Regions from separate parts of the Sus scrofa genome. Here all the other regions are linked to region 3. The links are chromatin contacts, called in public Hi-C and promoter capture Hi-C maps. All regions are on one chromosome and are shown on one strand. Each heading gives the region's core, a stretch centred on a gene start, on an enhancer-like site or on the middle of the called end of the contact. The rest is flanking DNA. Distances are from core to core; before and after follow the strand shown. Region 1 holds the start of HECTD4 (probable E3 ubiquitin-protein ligase HECTD4). Region 2 holds the start of ALDH2 (aldehyde dehydrogenase 2 family (mitochondrial)). Region 3 holds the start of NAA25 (N-alpha-acetyltransferase 25, NatB auxiliary subunit).

Region 1 (3,752 bases), core at 718-3,217, 280 kb before region 3:
ATCCGAGCCGCACCTGTGACCTACACCATAGCTCATGGCATCTCGGGATCCTTAACTCACTGAGCAAGGCCAAGGATCAAACCTGGAACCCCATGGTTCCTAGTCCGATTCGTTTCCGCTGCACCACAAGGGGAACTCCAATAGTCGTTTCTTTTTATCGCTGAATAATAGTCCATTGTCTGGATATACCATCTACTCACCTACTGAAAGACATCTTGGTTACTTTCAAGTTTTGGCAATTATGACTAAAGCTGTTATAAATATCCCTATGTAGGTTTTTTGGTGGCCATACATATTCAAGTCCTTTGATAGCAATAAGCACTTTATTTATTTATTTTTGTCTTTTTTTTTTTTGTCTTTTTAGGGCCGAACTTGCGGCATATGGAGGTTCCCAAGCTAGGGGTCAAATTGGAGCTATAGCTGCTGGCCTATGCCACAGCCACAGCCACGCCAGATCTGAGCCGTGTCTGCGACCTACACCACAGCTCATGGCAACGCCAGATCCTTAACTCGCTGAGCGAGGCCAGGGATCAAACCTGATGCATCCTCATGTTTCCTAGTCAGATTCGTTTCTGCTGCAACATGACGGGAACACCTTTATTTTTTTTTTTAATAAAAAGGGGATGATCTGGGAGTTCCCGTCATGGCTGAGTGGTTAACGAATCCGACTAGGAACCATGAAGTTGCGGATTCGATCCCTGGCCTTGTTCACTGGGTTAAGGATCCGGCGTTGCCGTGAGCTGTGGTGTAGGTCACAGATGCAGCTCGGATCCCTCGTTGCTGTGGCTGTGGTGTAGGCTGGCAGCTACAGCTCTGATTAGACCCCTAGCCTGGTAACCTCCATATGCTGAAGGAGTGGCCCCAGAAAAGGCAAAAAGACAAAATAAATAAGTAAATAAATAAATAAAATAAAATAAAATAAAAATGGGATGATGGATGTGTGTGTGTGTGTGTGTGTGTGTGTGTGTGTATTTTAAGGCTGTACCTGCAGTCTGTGGCAGTTCCCGGGCTAGGGGTCAGATTGGAGCTGCAGCTGCAGGCTTATGTCACAACCACAGTTACTCGGCATCTGAGCCTCATTTTCTACCTACACCACAGTTCACCACAAGGTTGATTCCTAACCCACTGAGCTAAGCCAGGTATCAAACCCTCATCCTCATGGATACAGTCAGTTTCTTTCCCACTGCACCACAAAGGGAACTCCCGGGTATATTTTTAATGTATATGTTAGTGTTGAGTACTGATGGGTTATAACAATAGTTTTAACTCCCTCTGGGGCATTACGTGACAGACATTGGACATCAAATGTGACTGGTACTTTATTTTCACCAGATTTTGTTTTGTTTTTTGTTTTTTTGCTGCCCACGGCACATGGAGCTCCCAGGCCAGGGATCAGATTCGAGCTGCAGCTGCGAACTAAGCCACAGCTGCGGCAACACCGGATTCCTAACCCTCTGTGCCGGGCAGGGGATCGAACCCTCGTTCCAGCATTCCTAAGTCGCTGACGATCCCATTGTTCCACAGCGGGAGCTCCTTCACCAGGTTTTGAGTGCTTAGTGGGTTCTAGAATTTATAGTATATAGGAAGCACCAACTGTGTGCCTCTACCGAATGCTTATGAACAAGTGTGCCGCGCCCGCCCTGCGCCAGATTTTTGCGTATATCTCATTTAAACTTGAAAGCAGGGAGTGAAGCTCCTTGCTCTACGCAGGGTGGGGACCCTGGCCAGAGAGAAATCGGTGCACACCTGAGGAAGGGGAGGCAGCGCCCTCCTTCCCCTCTTCTGCACTGCAGACCCAGGGCGCCCTCGAATGACAAGAGGCGTAGGAGGTCAGTCGGACGGCAAGACTGAGGGAAGCGCAAAGCTGAGGTTCCGCGGCTGCCCCGGCCTCGGTGGGTGGGCGGAGCCAGGAGGGTGGGCGGGGCCTGCATTGTCCCCTCCGCGGAGCATGCCGGGAGCCCCGCCCCCAACATGGCGTCTCACTGACAGTTGGCTGCCGAGCAGCAGAGGCGGGTCCTGCACCTCAGGGCGGCGGCGGCGGCGGCGGCAGAGACGGTGGCGGCGGGGCCGGGGTCTCCGGGGCCGTGGGTGGGAGGATGGCGACTCGGACCTCCTAGGGCGGAGCTGCACGGGCGAGGAAGCGATCTGGGCGCTGCAGACGGGCGCGAAGGCTGCTGCCATGGACTGGTGATCGCGGAGGCTCCTGCTCGCGTCTTCCCGGGCCGGGCGGCCCCTTCTCACCGCCAACCTCTCAGCCGGGGCCATGGGCTCGTCTGCAGCGGCGGCGGCTGCAGCGGCGGCGGCCGCGGACTCCGCGCAGTGGCTCTCGGTGAAGGAGGAGACCATCTTCCTGCACGACGGACTGATCCGGGTCACTGACCTGGCCGAGCTGCCCAGCGAGATCCTTGGGGCCCCGGAGGCCGCCGACACCGACTTGGAGGTGAGAGAGGCTCCCCCCGGCCTCCGCCATCAGATTAGTCCATCCGCCCCGCATCCCCAGGGTCGAGCCCTCCCATCTCCGCTTTACCCCGACCCGAGACCCCCGCCCCTCGGAAGGCTGCCCCGGCAGGTGTGTGTGGGCGCCGGACAGGCTGGTGGGGACCGCGGCCGCAGGTCTGCAGACCGCCCGCCTCCCTCCCTCCTCGGGGCTTCAAGCCCGCTGGGGATTTCATTTGTGGTTTCATTTTGAACGTTCCAACTCCCAGCATTTTATTAGACGATCACCCGGCACGGCCTTCACGCCCCTGAGGAGCTGCTGCCGCCTCCTGGGCCCTTTCTCCCCTCCCCCACGGACCCCTTGGACTCACTTCCAGGTCACACCCAGGCTGCTTAGCTTTGGGGATATTTTAATTTTAACGCTCTACAACCACCCCCACCCCCGGTCTTTTCCCAGTTGTGTGTGTGTGTGTGTGTGTGTGTGCGCGCGTGTGTATGTTTTTTGTTGTTTGTGTTTTTCGGGAGAAGGTAGTGGCAGCTGCCAGTCAGTGATGGGCAATCTAGCAACTACTCTGTGTCGTGCCTCGGATTGACACCGGGCCTTTGTCATGGAAGCGGGCAGTGTGGACAGCAAGGGGAATGCTACACCAGCCCTTGGTGCGCTCTCCGCAGGGGTTAACGGGCGTTTTAGGCCGCAAGGCCTTTCGATGAGCTGGGGGCGGGGTGATGGTGGTGGTGGTGCGGAGAAGCCCAGGCTTAGGAGCCGTTGCAGGTGCAAAAGGAAATCTCAGCAATTTTGCTGCTGGATTTGGGAGCAGAAGGAAACAAAATATACTAGGTGGATGGGAACTTTCCACCGACCTCACTTGGTTTCAGGTGTGCCCAGTGGTGGGAATACTGGCAGGATCGGTTCATCGTGGCCAGTCAGTGCTGACACTGCTCGCCCTCCACTTTGTGGAGTGACATTTTGACGTGTAGGTAGCATGGGTTGTCACGAAATTCTTACTGTCGCAAGGAGGACTCTCTGGGGACAGTGCGGAGAGGATGGCCTGTCTTTTGGCTATAAACGGAATGCAAGGAATCTTTTGTGTTTTGCGGTTTTGCAGGCACTTTGGCATTCAGCACAAGGAACATTTATAGAAATGGATTAAAACCCTTTACTGTGTGTTTCTGGAAATGGCAGTGATGAGATCCTTGCTGGCCGAGACATTTGGACGTGCCTGAGATGCGAATACGTTCCTCTGTATTTTTGTCTGAATTTCTGGCTGAGGTTGCAGCATTCCCACTGTGAACTCTTAACTGACTTATAGTCTGGC
Region 2 (4,026 bases), core at 866-3,365, 330 kb after region 3:
ATGTACTTAACTGATTTAGGAAGATAATCTGTATACATTGTTCAATGAGACAGAACTTCAAACAGTAAGTGCAAGGATCTCATTTATGTTAAAAAGAAAAAAAAGTCTGATGCATGCTCACACACACAAATGCCTGTAAGATCACAGACCTACCAGTGAACAGTGCTCTTGGAGGGAGTACAGTGCAGTATGCAGGAAGTTTTACTTTCTTCATTTTTACACAGTGATCAAGGGTTACTTTTATGATCTCAAAAAAATCTGATAAAGAAAAGCAGCTGCAGGAAGATTTCACTCTGCTCCAACTTAGATTCCCAAACTAAAACTAGAGAACAGGACTCAAACTATCTACCGTGCCTATGTGCCCATTTGGACTCTGTTTCCTCACTTCCACAAGAGCACAGAGGAGGAGGATTTTAATTAGATCCTGTGACCACAAAGGCTTAGTGTGCTGCTGCTTTTCCTTTGAGGATGTTTCTGCCTGATGTTCAAGTCTTTCAAGCATAAACTCCTCCTTAAGCAGCCTACCAAGGGAGCAGAAGTTGCTGCCTTTTTGGCTTGTGTTATGCAAAAGGCATATTATTTTATCTTTTGTTTTTATTCCCTCACAAATGACTATTTGTAACATCCCTTAAATCACACAGATGCGCCTTTCCCCATCTCCTGTGTGCAGATTTGCAGCCGAGCTCTGACAAGCAGGTCCCCTGTTGAAAGCAGCCAGCCAGGGGTAGGCTCTACAGCATCCTAAATCAGCAGTGACCCCCTTATTCCCACCCAGAGTTGCATCAGTGGTACCACACGGAAAGTTCTGGTTATTGGCTTACTCTTAGAAGCCTAGATGTGAACCTCAACTTTGATGCTGACTGCAGTCTTTGGGCAACTCAGGAGACCTTCTTGTAACTCAGTCTCTTCATCTGTAAAATGGAGATAATCACAGTACCTACCTCACTGGGCTGTTTAAGGATTAAATGGCAAAACAAGTGCTCTGATTAGTGCCAGATGCAAAGGAAATGCACAGAGAATGAGACATTATTCCTCTAAGTGCCCACAGTGTGAGGCCCTGTGCTCACCCTCTGACCCCTTCCAACTTCAAAGAAGTTGAAGTTCAGAAGAGCAGCAGCAGCTACACTTGTTGCACAAACAAAACGAACTCTTTCATAACCAGTTTTCTTCTCTGTGAAATCCATCACCTTACCCAAACTCAAAGATCAAAACAGAAAATATTCCAAAGTCCTAGTTGAGCAAAAAATCGACTACTGGGAATCGGTGTTATCCTGGAAAGTCCCTCCTTGCTTTAATCAAAGACCCTTGGAAGGCACCAATACTTTACGGAGATTGCGACCGACCAGGTGGGGAAATAATCTACCCTTTCCCAATTCCCAGTAGTGGAAGCGCCTTAGCAAATTAGTAAGTCTTAGCTGAAAAGGACCCCTCCATTTCTTGTTTTTACTTTTGGACTTCCTTGTATGAGGGCATGAGTAAAGAGATTTTTAAAAGAGATTAACTGCGAAAAGACAAAACAGTTCCTGCAAAGAGGGTCTAAAAGGACATGTCCTCTGAGTGGGTGATGTTTAGACTGCTCAGATACAGAGGCGACTAAGAAGCCCGAAATCCGAGGACGATCCGGGTGGAGGGGGAAGGTGAACGGGACCCAGAGTCGGCCCTGAAAAACGGACATCTGCCAGACGAAAAGCGTCCAAAGTCACAGCTGCATAATGAAACAGAGGTGTCGTTGGCGGCTACGGGGCCAAACTGCTCGCGGGCAGGGAAGGGAGTATGCTGAAAGAGCAACTGCAGCAAACCCCTCAAGTCCCAATTGGGTAAACTGAGGCCCAAGAAGGCCCAGGCCGTTCGCACCCGACGGGCTCCGTCCCCCAAGAGAACAAAGCTCTAGCGCGGCTGGGGGGCGGCCTCACCTGGTTGTAGAAGATCTCGGGCTGCTGGTTGGGGGCCGGCACCGCCTGGGTAGGGGCGGCCGATAATAGGCGGCGGCCCTGGCGGAGCACGAGGCGGGCGGCGGCAAGCGCAGCAGGGCGCAACATGCCGATGCTGGAGCTGAAGTTCCGAGAGGCTAGCTAGCGGCGGGTCTGAGGTGGCGGCGGGCAAGGCGAACGCAGAGCCAGGGACCTCTCCCCGGCCCCGCCCGGCAGCCAATGGGCAGGCGCGGGGCGGGGCCCCGGGGCGTGCACCCGGAGGGGAGCAGATGAGGATTGCCAGATCTCCCTGCAGGCCCGCCACTGTCTCTGCGCTTGGCGCGCCGAGGGTGTAGAAGTAATGGATCTCCAGGATTCTGCGTGCGTTGGCTGAACCCCTACTGCGTGCCTGAACCCCTAATATGTACAGGCCTGAACCACAGCGACCCCTGACCTTGACTTACAGGGGTTTACACTCTAGTGGGAGAGACCAACTCTAGTCCAAACACGAGGTAATTTCAGGCAGTGAAAAGGGATGCGAAGGAAATGGATAGGGTGAAGAGATAGTTGGGGCAAGGGTACTACTTTTAAATCCCATAGTCAGGAATTGACACGTGAGACCTGAGTCGTAAAGGGACTGTGACTAAGGGAGAGCATTGCAGGAGGAGGGAACGCTAGGGCAAGGCCTTGAAGTGGGACCACCCGACTTGGGTGGCAGAAGGGGAAACACTGGAGGCCAGGGAACCAGGGGGAGAGGATTAGGAGGTGAGGTGAGAGAGGTGGATGGGGCCAGAACTGGAAGGCGGTGGTGAGGGGGTTTGGAAGGGAAGAATGACTTGCTGGCTTTGCATCATAAACTCATTGCTTACTCCTTCTGTGGAAAATAGACTGCAGGAGGGCAGAGGTGGGAGTAAGGATTTTCCAGGCTGTCTTATTCCACAGACATCCCAGGGCTGGGCACTGGGGACACGGGAGCAATGAGAGGACAATGGATAGGAAAGCAGATGGATCCTGGGTCAAATGTGTACATTTCAACCAGATAAATATCAGCAAAAGTCCAAGAAAGACTGAAGAAACCTGGCAGCAGTTTCTGAGCTGGGTGGAGATAAGTATTTTGACAGCAGAGAAGCAGAGGAAAGGGGCACATCTAGGTGCCAAGTGTCTGGGGAGCTGTTTAAGGCTCTAGCTGTTGGAGCTGAGCCCAAAGAGATTGAACAAAGCCCAAGTATGGAGTACCAGGCAAAGGTATTGCTCCAGTTTTGCTTTGTTTTGGAGAGCTAATATGATGTCAAAAGGATATTGTAAGAATATTATAATCTGCTGAAATAGATACACCACAGCATTCTGGTGGCCAAACACAATGAAGTCCCTACCTACACGTTTCTCACACAGATGTTCCCCTCTAGGCAGGAACTCAGGGACCCAGACTCTTTTCTTTGTGTGACTCTGAGATCAAAGCCTGATTCCCAAAGTTCCCCTGGGTCTCAGCACCAGTCCAAATAACCGAAAGAGAGAAAAAATATTAAGAATGGCACAAGGGAGGTTTTTCTGGGTCAAGCCTGTTTCATTGGTTAGAATTCAGTCATGTGGCTATTCCTCCTTATCAAGGAGTCTAGGAAACAGGCCCTGTACCCAGAAAGAAGGGGAAATAGGTTTGCAGATCAGCTGCAGGGATAAGCTGCAAAGTAAGTCTGCCTCTCTTCTCTGAATGCAGCACCCAGCCTGCATTTCTCTTCCCCCAAGGCATCTTGCTTTTTCTGCTTGGAAATGTGTGTGGGAGATCTTCTGTAACCGCACTCAAGGAAACTGATCTTGGATGGACGTTTAGGTTGTTTCCAGTTTTTTATCTTTACAAACAATACTGCAATTTATAACCTTGACTTCATAAAAATGGAACTACTAAGTCAAAGAATATGGACAATTTAAGTATAGGTGTTGCTGGAATTTCCTAGTGGCACAACAGGTTAAGGAATTGGCATTGTCACTGCTGTGGCTTGGGTTTCCTCTGTGGCTCAGGTTTGATCCCTTGTCCAGGAACTGCACATACCATGGGTGTGGCCAATAAATAAATATGACTATTGCTGTATTATCCACCATAGAGATTTGATCAGTTTAT
Region 3 (4,082 bases), core at 1,400-3,899:
CATGGTTTAAGGATCTGGCATTGCCACAAGCTGCGGTGTAGGTTCTGGTGTGGCTGTGGCTGTGGCATAGGCTGGCAGCTACAGCTTTGATTCAACCCCTGGCCTAGGAACTTCTATATCTCACAGGTGCGGTCTTAAAAAGTTAAAAAAAAAATGCCTTCCATTATTCTAGAGCAGATGTTGGCAAATTTTTTTCTGTAAAGTCCCATATGGTGAATATCTTAACTTTATGGGCCATATGGTCTCTGTTGCAACTACTCAGTTTTGCTCCTGTAGCACCAAAACAGCCACCGACCATGCATAAATGGGCATAGCTGTGTTCTAGAAAATTTTTTTTATTTATTTACTATTTGTCTTTTTTTTTTTTTTTTTTTTTTTAGGGCTGAAACTGGCATAAGGAGGTTCCCAGGCTAGGGGCTGAATTGGATCTGTAGCTGCCGACCTATGCCACAGCCACAGAAATGCAAGATCCGAGCTGCGTCTGTGACTTACACCACAGCTCATGGCAACACCGGATCCTTAACCCACTAAAATTTTATTTATGAACCCTGGCCTTTGAACTTTACATACCTTTAACATATTGTGAAATATTTTTCTTTTGATTATTTTGATTCTTCTTTTGATTATTTTATTACATTTTAAAAAAGTAAAAATCATTCTTGGCTCATGGCTGTACAAAAACAGTAGTCAGCTAGATATGGCCTATGGGTCATAATTTGTCCACTTCTAACCTAAAGGAGAAGAATGAAACTTTTGTCTGAATCTAAATCACAAGAGGATTTGCAAAGATACAGATTGCTGTGCCCACTCTTAGAGTGATAGATTCACCGGGTCTGGGGGAGTGCTTAATAATCAGCAGGTCTAGGGAGTTCCCATCATGGTTCAGGGGAAACGAATTTGACTAGTATCCATGAGGACTCAGGTTCAATCCCTGGCCTCACTCAGTGGGTTAAGAATCTGGTGTTGGTGTGAGTTGTGGCCTAGGTCACAGATGTGGCTCGGATCCTGTATTGCTGCAGCATAGGCTGGCACCTGTAGCTCTGATTTGACCCCTAGCCTGGGAACCTCCATATGCCAAGAGTTTGGCCCTAAAAAGACACACACACACAAAAAGAAATGATTTTTCCATGGGGATCGCATATTGTATATTTATTGGAGGGACCCCCCCCCCTTCCCCTCCACCACCACTCCCAACCATTTTCAACAAGAATTTCTCTGTGCACTTGCTTCTGGAATTTTTTTTCTTCCTCTTTAGCTTGCCCCAGGACAGAGTTGGGATGAGAGTTTCTAGTGCATGTAGTTAAAAAATACCCCCCATTATTAAAAATGTATTAAAAATCTATTACTTTGGAATGGTTTTAGACTTAACAGAAAGGCTGAAAAGAGGGTAAAGTTTTTACTACTCTTCAACCAGTTAACCTTAATGTTAACATCTTACATTACCATGTAATTTACATTCGTCAAAATGAGAAACCAACATTAGCATAATACTATTAACTAAATTCTAGATTTTATTTGCATTTCTTCTGTTTCTCCACTAATGCCCTTTTTTTTTCTGTCTCAGGATCCCAACCAGGATATCACATTACCTTTGGTTATCGTGTTTCATTGGACTATTATGGTTTCTCATAGTTTCCTTATTTTTCATGACCTTGACAGTTTTTTGGTTTTTTTCTTTCACCTCGACCCAGGCATGTGGAAGTTCCCAGGTCAGGGATCAAACCCACGCCACAGCCATGGCAATGCTGGATTTTTAACCTGCTGTGCCACAAGAGAACTCCCATCTCCCACTTTATTTAACTTTTCTGACAATTGTCGCTTTTTCTAACCACACTATATAAAATTGCCCCCCGTCCCTGTTCTCCTTTTCTCAGTTTCATTTATTATCACCTAATATACTGACATACTTATTTGATGATCTCCCTCCCAGCAAGGAAGGCCCCAGGAAAGCTCTGATTTATTTACAATGTATCTTCTCTGCCTAAATTCGAAACAGAAACAGCGGCATAATAGGCACTGGATAATTATATTGGGTATGAATAAACCCACCAGTAGAAAAGAGGATAGTATCTACCTTCTAAGGAGATACTAGGGTTGTTATGAGTATTAATGAAATAATTCATTTAGAGCTTGCAACACTAACTGCACATACTAACTGAATTACTTTTTTCCTTCAGTTTTATTGCGGTATAGTTGACAAATCCACTGGATTACTATAAATCTAGGGTGCTTCTTAGTTGGCTGAGCACCAGGAGAGAGATGAAGGGATCTCGAACATTTCTGGCAGATTTCTACTGTTGGTCAGCACCCCTTTCCCCTACTCTCTCCTGGGTCACCCTCCCAGAGGAGGTCCCAGTTCCTCAACAATTAATCAAAGACAAGTCTAACTGGTCCTTCAGCACAGATGAGAAATAAGATAAACTGGAGCAGCAGAGCCCTAACTCTGACCAAGAGTTTCTCTCCTTTCTTCACTCTCCCGTAAGTGACTCGGACGGGATTTTAATAGCAACGGCCGCCTCTATCAGCTAGACTGATTCCATCAGCAAAGGGGAGACGTATCCCTCAAAGTGGCAATAGTCTGTGGGAGGGGTGCGGTGTAAGTGTTGTCCCTTTCCGCGCAGGCGCGTTCAATCGCAACCCCGCGACCATCGCGATAGACGAGCGAGATCGGCGCTGGCCCTTTAACGGCCCCTTCCCGGGGGCCTGCCCTGCGCGTGCGCACTGCTGTTCTGCGCTTGTCATCATGGCGACGCGGGGCCATGTGCAGGACCCTAACGACAGGCGCCTCCGGCCCATTTACGGTGAGTGCCTGGGGCCAGTCTAGTCGCCAGCCGGATACGCCGAGGGCCGCCGGGGCCAGGGTAAAGGCCCAGGAGGGTCGCTGAGTGGCCAGGAGCAGGGCTGGCGAGCACAGGGGGTCGGCCGCGCGGGCCTCTAGGCCTCAGTCACGGGCCTCGCGGAAGCGCCGGCCTGGCCTTCCAGAGCCCTGAGGTGGCAGCTGCGCTGTTAGGGCAGCGGCAGGTCGGCAGAGCTGGCCCGACAGGCAGGCTTTGTAAGACATTTCCTCTGGTAGAGATCTGCTCTGCTCGCAGGTCGCGTTGTTGGGGCCACGCCAAGGGACACCCAAGATCTGCCCGCAGGTGGAAGCTAGCTCCGGTACAGGGCTGAAACACCCTACTTGAGGGAAAACCCCCACTGAAGACTTTTTACTTATGGAAACTGGGCCTAAAATGTTGTCTGACCAACAGTGCTTGGTGAACAGAGAGAAACTGAGGTTCTGAGAGAGGAAGGAGCTGACGCAAGGTCACCCGAATCGAGTCAGGAACAGGCCCAGATTTGAGGCTCCCCATCGAAAGCTCTTTGGTGGAGGAACAGCTGCTCAGGGTACACGTGGGAGGCGGGGGCGGGGGGGTGGTGGTCTTGGGCCCAAAATAGCGATGGGAAGATTGTGATAGTTTGGAGGGGCGTGCAGGGCCTTTCCTTTCTGTAGCTTTTCTGGCTTTCTGCAGCTTGCCTTCTGTGTGCTGAGTGGATCCCCCTTTGTAACGCTTAGCCCAATCCTCAGGTTTTAAGACCTTGATATCGTTCTGCTACACTTATTGTGAAAAATCACATATTTGAGTCACAGAAACATCTCTTCAATTACCGAGGTGTTCTGTAATTGGATAGTGGTTCCTGTTAGATGGTTGTATGGTCTTGGTCTGTGTCACTTCTTGATGAAGGAAGGCTTCAAGGTCAGTGGTTTTTCGCAAAATTAGGTCTCATGTTTATAGTGTGGATGTTACTAAATGGAGGTTTCTCCGCAGGGCTGAGATCACTTAACTTTTTTTTTTTGGAAGGGGGTAACTATATATTTCTGGTACAATTGCTACTTTTTGTAATTTGTATGATACTTTACTCACATCTCATTTGATTCTAGCAACAGCTTTGTGAGGTGGGTAAAAATAATAATAGCTAATATATATAGACTGTTAATTATGTCAGTCACTGTCCTCAGCCTTTTATATTTATCATTTAATTTTCACACATACTCCTGAGATAGGTAGTTTTTACAACCCCCTCCCTTTCTTTCCACAGATGAG

The links. Promoter capture Hi-C pulls out the DNA fragments that hold promoters and counts their contacts. A called contact is a pair of places that touch in the nucleus more often than the background predicts.
Region 1: a contact with region 3 is called in a Hi-C map of fetal skeletal muscle, with 2.5 times the contacts expected there. The contact joins the promoter of HECTD4 here to the promoter of NAA25 in region 3. A contact is called at or near these places in 3 of 5 promoter capture datasets (fetal liver, fetal skeletal muscle and liver), 13 of 47 Hi-C or Micro-C datasets (alveolar macrophages, brain, embryonic fibroblasts and 8 more) and 2 of 2 datasets of contacts at active chromatin or transcription factors (alveolar macrophages and skeletal muscle).
Region 2: a promoter capture Hi-C map of fetal liver shows a contact between it and region 3, with 2.8 times the contacts expected there. The contact joins the promoter of ALDH2 here to the promoter of NAA25 in region 3. A contact is called at or near these places in 1 of 5 promoter capture datasets (fetal liver) and 1 of 47 Hi-C or Micro-C datasets (liver).

Annotation. Positions count from the first base shown.
Region 1 is chr14:39,324,728-39,328,479 of Sscrofa11.1, forward strand. It overlaps HECTD4 (probable E3 ubiquitin-protein ligase HECTD4), which reads left to right and starts at 1,968. Exons shown (of 76, transcript XM_013990365.2): 1 at 1,968-2,440. The coding sequence starts at 2,264.
Region 2 is chr14:39,930,998-39,935,023 of Sscrofa11.1, forward strand. ALDH2 (aldehyde dehydrogenase 2 family (mitochondrial)) reads right to left here and starts at 2,116. Exons shown (of 13, transcript NM_001044611.2): 1 at 1,914-2,116. The coding sequence starts at 2,039.
Region 3 is chr14:39,604,150-39,608,231 of Sscrofa11.1, forward strand. NAA25 (N-alpha-acetyltransferase 25, NatB auxiliary subunit) reads left to right here and starts at 2,650. Exons shown (of 24, transcript XM_021074209.1): 1 at 2,650-2,801. The coding sequence starts at 2,744.